Linked DNA regions of Oryzias latipes: region 2 is linked to region 1. A link is a contact called in public Hi-C data. All regions are on one chromosome and are shown on one strand. Each heading gives the region's core, a stretch centred on a gene start, on an enhancer-like site or on the middle of the called end of the contact. The rest is flanking DNA. Distances are from core to core; before and after follow the strand shown.

Region 1 (4,831 bases), core at 1,335-3,834:
ATCTAGACCAGTGGTGCCTACACCTTGCATGCAGGATGTGTGCATTCTGTTCAAGGTTCTTTTTGATTGACTGACCTCGGGCCAATTGAGAAAAAATAAGGCACATTAGCACATTGCTAGAGTCCTTGCAATGATCTATATAGTTCACCATCATGTCAGTAGAGTGGCCTTGGTTTATATTTATTTGAAAATTGCTCATTGTTCAGTTTTTGAGTCCTTAATTGGTCACAGTTCGACCTGGTTTAGCTGGCAATGCTCATTCACTAGCCATGTATTTGGTATCAAATAAAGACTTTTGTACATACGCGCAGTAGCAAGACTTTTGAACCCAGACATCTCAAATGCAGTTTCATACATTTACATAGAATTTTCATTTGTAGTGCCCGCTTGAACGCACTTGAAATGAAAGCATCGGTTTACAAACTAGGGGTGTAGGAAAAATCGATTTGGTGATATATCCCAATATTTTATTTGGCGAGACTTGTATGGATTTAAAATGCAGTCTAAACAATATTTATTTAGTTATTTTTGAGCATCGTTTAGCATCTGGCTCTTAAACCTCCGACCGCTAGTTGGCACCACAGCACACTGAGCCTCCTTGAGCAGCCCTACACTGCACTGAAACAACCAGATCTTACGAGAATCAGCTTGCGTTAAATGCTAAATGTTCAGTAAGCCTTGCAGTTGTTTTTGTTATTGGACATGTACTACTTAGTTCTTGCCTGGGATGGGTACTGAACTGTAACTCTGTGCCAAGTTACTGCCAGTACCATATAAAAACACAGATTGTGGTGCTTTGTAGTGGGCTCCAGATAAGAACGAGTTGCACCTGAGATGTATCACGACACATATTGTATCGTGAGACACAGGTGGAAGACTTATCAATACACACCCCTACTACAAACAGCTCCCTCTTAGAGTGCCTTATCCTTTCCCGGTCCAGCTGTACTGCCTGTTGGAATGGTAATGAGACTAGCACATGAGTGCGAGCACACTCCACAGCTCTAAAACTTCCCTCTGTGGACCAAGGAGGGGTGGGGGGATCAACCTAAGCGTGACCATCCAAACAACACGTCTCGACTTGAAAAGCCGTCCGTGCCTGTTTACATCATTGGTGCATGACTTAAATACACACGTGTGTTGAATATGCGAGTGCTCAGGACATGTTCTCACATACTGAGCATACTGAGTGATGTGCAAAGAGAAACGGTTGGCAGTAAATCTGCAAACAGCCTTCATCGCCTGCTGTTGTTGTTAGTCCTATGGTGTGTCTCCCACATCCTGCTGCAAAGTCCAGGACTGCAATCTTTCAATGGTAAAAAATGGGTTTTTGATGTAAAGGCGACTAGGAATAGGGTTAGGGTATCTCAGAATAATGATATTAAACAACAAATGTTTTTACTTCTTTTAACAAAATTTCAGATTACTCTTAGCAACATTTACCAGGGACTGATTTAAAGTCCCACTCTAATCATCTTTTGATCCATTGTAAAAGTGCTGCCAGAAGTCTTTTAATTATGATTTTGCCTTTCTTAGCCAAAATCGCAAAACCTCTGTAATATTGTAAGACATAGTTTCCTGCAGAGTTTAGTGGACATTTGCCTCTAAATTGTGTCCGTGGAGCAACCCCACCTCCACTTTCTGTCACCCGTTTGTTTACACGCTCTCCCGCTATCTTACAGCCCCTTGCAACCCCTACCTAAAACAACTGGCACAATAAACGGGCTACTAATGTTGGGGCAAACACAATTTAAGTCAGATGCCAAGAAAACGATGATGGACATGGATCTAGTTGTCTACTAGTGGATGCATCAGAATGGAGCGGAGCAGGCACCTTCTGGCCCGCCGACTGTAGCGTCTACGTGACAACTACAAACTTTTTTTTTTACAAGCTGCATTTTTTTTGTCTGGTCCTGATTCACAACAATGTAAATAAATAAATACTAAGACATGCAATTATAATCTTAAGTTGCTTTATATGTGTTCCCCATTATCAAAAAATGAAACAACGTGCCCAAGAACACTTATCTATTACCAAGGTTGGTAATCAAACCAAAACCACTTTGCTACAGATAACCCTCAATAACCTCTCTTATTTCCTTTTGAGATGTATAATTCACAAAAGAGAGAAAGTATTTTAGAGCCAGCAAGCAAAAGCTGAACGCAGTGGATAGAAATAAACAATTATCACTGAAAAACTGAAATATGACTACATCTCTGCAGCTCATTACCTTAAAACGGTCTCTCTCATCTTCAGGCTAGAGTCAGGGCCCCCCACTTTGTTCTCCTCTGCTCATTGGTCATCCTGTCAGAGTGTCGGTGAAGACGAGGACAAGGACAGTCCTTGCAGGAAAGACATCTACGTACAACTAATGGCTTCTATTTCCACCTCTGCAGTTCATTTACCGTTCTCATTCACTGAAGCCCTGAAGTCTTCTGAAGTGCGCCCATCTTTCCTCCAAACTAACCTCTCCTGTCTGGGCTCTTAAATATCTGAGTTATGGGACTCCCAGGGTGGGCTGAGGAGGCTGCCGAGTCTCCCAACTAATCCGCAGGAGTTTAACGACGGCAGGCCTTGCGAATGGTGGGGAATCCTTTGGAAGGGGGGTTGGAGGGTGGTTGACCAAAGCCAAAAGGGGTTGGACATGTGACCCAAAACAGTGTAAAAACTCAACTGCTTGGGGGAGGGTATTTTTGTGCGCGACAAGCTTTATCTGAAGTTCAGCCTCTTGTGGAATCATTGGATCTCAGGTGTGAAAGTGGAAGAAAGGTTCCCATTTAAAGAGTTTCAATGCTAAAAATCCTCAGATTTTTTTGTTTTGTGTGGATAATGCTGTTTGATTACACCCCTTACAACCATCTCATTACTTTTATCTTATAAAAGCCTCAAGCTCAATAAAAAAGATTAAGTCAAACCTGACTGCTCTGCAGTATAAAGCACATTTGGGAGATTTGCTGTATTTGTCTCCTGCAAAAATCCCCTCTCTGGCCTCCGATTTCCCACCCATGCTCATGACTTAAAGCACTAGCCCAATTAATTAACAATACACAAATCAATTATGGCCTGAGGTCAAACAGATCCCGGTCTGTTTAAACGATTGGACATTCGTTTAACATGATTTGTGGGTCTTATCTCCACTGACACATTGTTAAGCGAAGGTTTCTATTACCTTAAAGCACCACAAATAACCCGCTTTAATCAATCAGTGCACGTGGATGAAGGGGGTTTACCAAACAGAAATACAAATGACTGCTGCAGGCTGACGTCATATTTGCCTCAGCTTGGTGCAAAACCTGCACCAAGCTGAGGCTGCAAAAGCCGCTATTGGGGCAAAGGTTGATGGGAAGGCAGTTGGGTGACTAAGCTACCTTTGTTCCTTCCTCATCTGTTTACTGGTGTGGAAATTGCTTATTAAAGTGACCACACTAATGTCCCATCTGCCACCAATGCCACAGATTACTGGCTGTCACATAAGCATGTTAATCCACTTGGGGCTGGGTAGCAGGAAACACACTACAGATTTGGTTCTTAACTGCAAATTTAGAGAATTTGGGTAGCTAGCTGGTTAGATAAGATATAAAATTGAGGTTGCTTACTGCAAAAACTTTGGATTTCCAGTAAAATCCCTTCTTTTCTTGCATCCAGTTTAGGCCTTTGTCACAACTGCCCTTACAGGTAGATAAAAAAATGGGTAAATCTCTACAGGGCACACAGGTGGCTTGCAGGAAATATCCGGGTTGTAGACGTTCGTAAACCCGTAGAGTGTGAATGTTAATGCAGATTTTTTTTGGGCATGCTGCTAGCGACAGGTTGTTGGGAACACTCAAACAACAAGTATTAAATAAGGGGAAGTAGGTGAGACGCACGTGTGTTGTACAGGTTTTTCCTTTGTTCAAACCCACCCAAAACCCTGCGCACTGCACAAGGGGCTCGTTAGGGCTGTTCAAGAGATAACTGCATACTCCTTGTGCACAGCCTGACTATTAGAATTTAAAAAATTGAGTAATTGAGGTATAGTTTGTGTGGGCATCCTATGGGCACTTATTGATCACCTACACATGCCATGCGTGAAGCTCTTGCGTGCGGTGAGTAAGGAGCCAGTTCGCGTACCTTACTCATGAATAGGTTTAGGGTTAGATAGGTGTAAGGTCATTGTATCACAACATCATTCGTACATCATAAGTGCATGTAACTTACATTATCCTTACAAACACTTCACAATATACATGCTATGTTCTTTTTCCATTACGTCACGTAATGTGGTCATACAAGCCTTAAGAACACTGCAAAACACCTGTGCTCCCCCTAAAATACAGCTGTAACTGCTGTAGCGACGACCCCGTTTTTTCAGCAGAACTGGCGTGTATTTCCACAAACCTTTTCACACTTTCTTGGCAACCAGTGCTGGTAACTGTGTTGGACAATGTGCCACATCTGGCTAGTCATCATTCAAATCCAAAATAGAGCATATAGTCAGGTCCAGTAGGCAGAGGCGATGATAAAGATCTGTTCCGGACAGGTTTATGTAGAGCTGTGTCATGATTTACAGAACGGTGACCACGGGTCCTTGGGAATGACCCCTAAATGATCATAGCAGAGGCTACAAGTCTCCTCAAGACATACCAAATGAAAGAAAGTTAACTTGTAGAGATTATATTAAACAATTGCCTTTAAAATTGTCTTGTTACAGGACCTTTAAATTAGCAGGAACTAAAGGAACACCAAAGTCATCAATGGAACATTTTATACATGCAATAAATCTCGGTAACGGCTGTTTAATATTTCATACCGTTCCCTGTTGGCGACTCTGCTCAAGATTTTTTTTTTCTC
Region 2 (4,831 bases), core at 1,699-4,198, 74 kb before region 1:
ATGGCATCTGAGATGTTTTATTGAAAATTCAGTGTAGTAATGTACAGAAACAAAATTAGAAAGAATGCGTCTCTGTCTTTTTATTTGTCATTTGTGCCTCTTCATTTTTGACCTGTCTGTTTCTTTCTTTATGCAGACCAGAGTTTTTTGAATGCTGCTAAACAAATTTAACTCACAAAGTTGTTAACGTTTAAATGACAAACAGTAATTACCTCAAATTTTGTGAATTTATTAGATGGAATCACATCAAGATTTTGAAAAAGTCTTTTTTTTATATAGCTCATTGTTACATTTTTTCAACCAAAGACTGATGAAATCCAGCACTTTCCTTCTGTTCTTGGATTTCCCAAACTCCTTTCATGAAAACTCTGCTCTTACCAGCAGGAAGTAGTGGTCTTCAGGTTCTGCCCGCAGATACTTGAAGATGACCTGCTCCATGAATCTCTCCATCAGGTCCCAGTCCTCCACGATCCCGTGACGGATGGGCCACTGCAGAGATACATTCTCAGCACAGATTCTCTGCTTAAAAACACAAAAGATGGATGCCGGTGGCAGACTCCCTACCTTTGTCGCATACGATGGCTTGTCGATGGCTTCGTCGCCGATAAAAAAGTCCAGGTCGTCGACTCCTTTCATCATTCTGCGCTGCGCTTGGTCTCCAACTTTGGCGGACTCTTTGATTGCAATACCTGAAGAAGACGACGATCAAATAGGGATTGAAATAAAACCACACCAGGGCAACAGACTTTTATTTTGATGGTGTTTCTGTTGATGGGGTGGCCGTGGTGCAGAGGTAGAGCGGCTGACCTCTGATCAGAATATTGCATGCTCAGTTACCGCCTCGTCTCCCCATGTGCCAAAGTGTCCTTGGGCAAGACACTAAACCCCACATTGCTCCTGGTGGTTACAGGTTGGTGCCGGTATAAGTCAGCGGAGCCGCCATGAGTGTGTAAATGTGTGTGTGAACGGGTGAAAGGGGGTGTGACTTTAAAATGTTTAAGGTCTTCAAACTAGGTACAAAAGCATTATATAAGTAAAAGATTAAAAGCTATTTTAATAAAACAAAGGTAAAATATTTCTGCTAGTTTTTTCTTATCAGTGTTATTTTTGCTATAATTTTTAGGGTGCTGTAGGAAACCTGCCAACAAACAATTGCCGTTATTCGACAACAATAAGGCATGTTATTCATATAAGTGAAAATGTTTTGACTGTTGTTGATTTTAATTTTTTTAAATAAGTTCAAGTTTAATGCAACTTTTTTTCCAACATCATTGTCAGTACTTTGCTCTTTTAAGAGTGTACATAATATATTTTGAATACAAAGGTGTAACTGTGTCAAAACCTGAAGCAGGATATCTAAAGATAACATCGACTGCATTTTTAAGGGGAAAAAAAGATTGACCTTCAAATGTTCAAAATGAATGAATAAAATGTTTGTTTTTTTTGGTTGAAGGCCCACTCCAATTATCTTTAGAGCCATTTTCCCTGTGGTCTTTTCATTATGATTGTGTCATTTTCAGCCCTAATCCCTTTCTCTTGGACTTAAGTTCTGCAGAGTTTATTAAAGATTTGCCTCCAAGGTGTTGGTGCTCCCATCCGCATGGTGCAACTTCAAATTTCAAAAATGGCGAGCCATTTCGGAGCTGTCCAACCGACCAATTTTGAACCAGATTTCACATGGATGAGGAAAACAAAGACGTGCATGGACCTCTACGCCTGATGCATCAGAATGGAGCGGAGCAAGGAGCTTATGGCTCGCTAAATATAGTTTCTACAGCACAACTACAAATGCTTTCAAATGGCTTTTTTAGAAATCTGCTTATGATTCACAACGATTTGAAAACAGAAATACTCGTGAGCTTAACCTTCTTTAATACATGTCCTCCATCATCAAAAATGCCAAAACATGTTAAGAACACCATTTTAAACTATGACTCTGAAGTTTAAAACATTAAATCAAGGACAAAAAAGTAAAGGTTATGTCGAAATGATGCCAAAATAATTAAATTTTAATAATTTAATTTGCTAGAATTAACGTCTAGCAACCTTTTCAATGAGCAGTTTAAAAAAATAGAAGGAAGTGATGTACGTTTGAACTTAGACATGACATAACTGTAAGTTCCTATTTCTATTTTTAAGAACCTCAAAATGGGAACTGAAAACTGTGTAGATGTAACTCAAAATGCAGAAATGTCTGCACTTTGTTTTATTCAAATTACATTTTCCTACAACAATAAAACTATCTTGAAAGCAGCGTTTTTGTCTAAGCTTAGAATGACACCTATTTAGCCTACAGCCCCCAACCAATCAAGTGTTTCGTCAGTGTTACTCACATGAAGGTATAATGAACTGAGGTTCCGTATTTCCTGCATAGCCAAGCTTTGTGTACCTGAAAAATAAAATACAGCTTTACGTAACTGTCATTCATTTCAACTCAAAACGCGTTCCCCAAATTATCCAGTCACTTGATTTAAGAGCAAGAAACTGGGTGGTGCGTTCATGGCCGCTGGAATCTCCAGGAAGTACCTTAGGCTTAGCTTTCTTAGCTCGGAGCCGATGAACGGAGCAAAAGGTACACTTAAATTAAAATGTAACAACAATAAGGACAATTTATAGGTATACCCCCGATTTTTCACTAGAATAGAACAAAAGGAGTGAAGAAATACTTTGTAGCTGTCAAGAGCTGCTCTGCGGGGCGTTAGCTGCGGGTTTGACGGACAGGCTAACGCAAGCTAGCTTCTCGTTCTAGTTACTCACCCAGTTCCGCAATCAACAACACAAGCCGGGAGTCGACTAGCCATGTTTGCGCTCCTTTAATCTGATCTACAAAAAGATGAACGAAGCGCCTGTCACCGGCGGGGCCTTATTGGGAACTAATATGCGAGGCTGCAGCCTGAATGAAACCCTGCTGCTTCAAGAGCGCTTCCGGGTTCGGTGGAAATTCTTCTCTGCAGACTCAGCAGCTTTGAGGAAGCAACATCGCCCACCAGCGGACGGAATGTGTTACTGCACTGAAAAAATGTAAAATTTGTTTTTCAGAATATTTCTTTATTCAAATCAAATTGGTGTAAACCAAGAGCAGGCGAAAAAAGTGCCCCTGGCAAAAAATGTGTACTTTTTGATTTTTTTTTTAATAAATTATAGTTGAGTATAAGTATAGCAAGTATACTGCCATATTCGGGTAGTGTAGAAGTAAACTAATGGAATACTTCTTCAGACTACTTTGGAATGTTCTAAGTTTACAATATATAGATAGTATAAAAAACTTCAAGTATACTGCCCTATTTAAATAAACTAATGTTTAGCTTCGGGTGCCATTTATAAAAAAAAGCTAATTTTTGGGGTTAAATAATATGGTGGACACTAAGCCACCACGTCCCTCAGCATTGGGGGAGGGAAGGGGGGACGGAGTTACTCCACATCAAAAGTCCATTTCAGGAGCCAATTTCCAATGAACTACTGCCACTGCAGACACTAGGTTCTGGAAAACGACACAATTGTTTTGAATTTGGCTAAAAAAATTTTTTAGATGATGGTTAGTTTAACCAAATATTTGGTTGACTGAAAAAATACAGTTTTCACCTTTATTCTCTGCAATGGACAAACTTGAACACCAGAGAGAGCACAAGCTCAGATTCAGAAATTCAAGTGCTAGCAGTTCTTTCTGTAATCCCACACAAACTTGCTCTTTCAGCTTTATTTTATTTTACACGCTTCATCTGTAAAAGTATATTTCCTGAGATGGAAGAATCTGCAAAACAATAGATTTTTACAGGCTTTCATTGATCTTCTGTCCCCTGCCTTCTGTTTTGCTTTAGTGCAGAGTATTTAACACCTTACAGCCTGAAGCAAAACCTCCTCTTTGCATTGCTGCAACATGAACTGTATTTACCGCATTATAAGACCCACTAGACGATAAATCATGCTTATGTCATAAAAAAGCTGCACTGTATGAACTGTATGGCACATCCCAGCAGGCACAAGATGTCTATTGGATGACTAATATACATACATCTATTGTAGATGTATGTATGCATGTATGTATGGACATCTCAGACAACTATATTTTGTTTTTCTTTTAGATGTCTAGCATATAGAGGTCTCCTACACATCTTGTAGAGATAATCTTGAAGGTTATTTTTTTACGTCTGTTAAAGTACTTCTTCAAATATTTACTAGAAATAAAAATACTGCGATTTTGCATCCATCTATTCATCTTCCCAACCCCTTGAATCCCTTTTAGGGTCACAGGTTTCCAGGTTCCTACCCAGCTACAGTTGAAGCTGGGGTACATCAGGTCGAAGGGCGACATTCGCACACAGGAGCAATTTGCAAACAGCTGTTAGCCTATGGAACATGTTATTGAACTGTGGGAGGAAGCAGGAGAAAATCCACACCTGTAGAGGGAGAACATGCAAACTACACAAAGAAAGTTCCCGGCCGGGATTCAACCCAGATTTTTTTCACTGTAAGGTGAAGGACCTTAACCATTACTCCATCATGCAGCTGTTCTAGTAATCACAAAGAACATTTCTACTGAATTTTACCTGGAGTTAAAGGTCTCAGAAACTTACATAAAAACAACAATCCTACTGTTCAGAATGTCAACTCTTCGCATTATGGAACAAAATGATGTAGGTGTAATGTATTGTCAGAGTGGTTTTATTATTAGAATATGTTTAAAGCACATTTTCCAATCTTCTGCTGCACAACAGTGTCTAGTTGCTGTTCAGACGCAAAGTCTTGAAGTTTACAATTGCATTTAGTTGAATAAATTAGGGAAACAAAGTGTTGTCATATTTATATTTGATAGTAAAAGGAAAAAGAATGA

What was found. Hi-C and Micro-C count contacts between places; a contact is called where the count stands out from the background.
Region 2: a Hi-C map of gastrula embryo shows a contact between it and region 1, with 1.6 times the contacts expected there. The contact joins the promoter of LOC101155832 here to the enhancer-like site in region 1. A contact is called at or near these places in 2 of 5 Hi-C or Micro-C datasets (embryo and gastrula embryo).

Annotation. Positions count from the first base shown.
Region 1 is chr2:13,182,639-13,187,469 of ASM223467v1, reverse strand. All of the region lies in intron 4 of LOC101162908 (nck-associated protein 5), which reads right to left. Among protein-coding and RNA genes, the nearest start is that of LOC101155580, 58 kb to the left of the region's middle. Within about 2 kb of position 2,584, at least 3 of the 8 cell types and tissues checked have an H3K27ac peak or open chromatin away from gene starts, as enhancers often do. A contact at or near this core is called in gastrula embryo, where this site is marked.
Region 2 is chr2:13,257,460-13,262,290 of ASM223467v1, reverse strand. It overlaps LOC101155832 (actin-related protein 3), which reads right to left and starts at 2,948. Exons shown (of 12, transcript XM_004066523.4): 1 at 2,758-2,948; 2 at 2,334-2,389; 3 at 565-689; 4 at 379-489. The coding sequence starts at 2,801.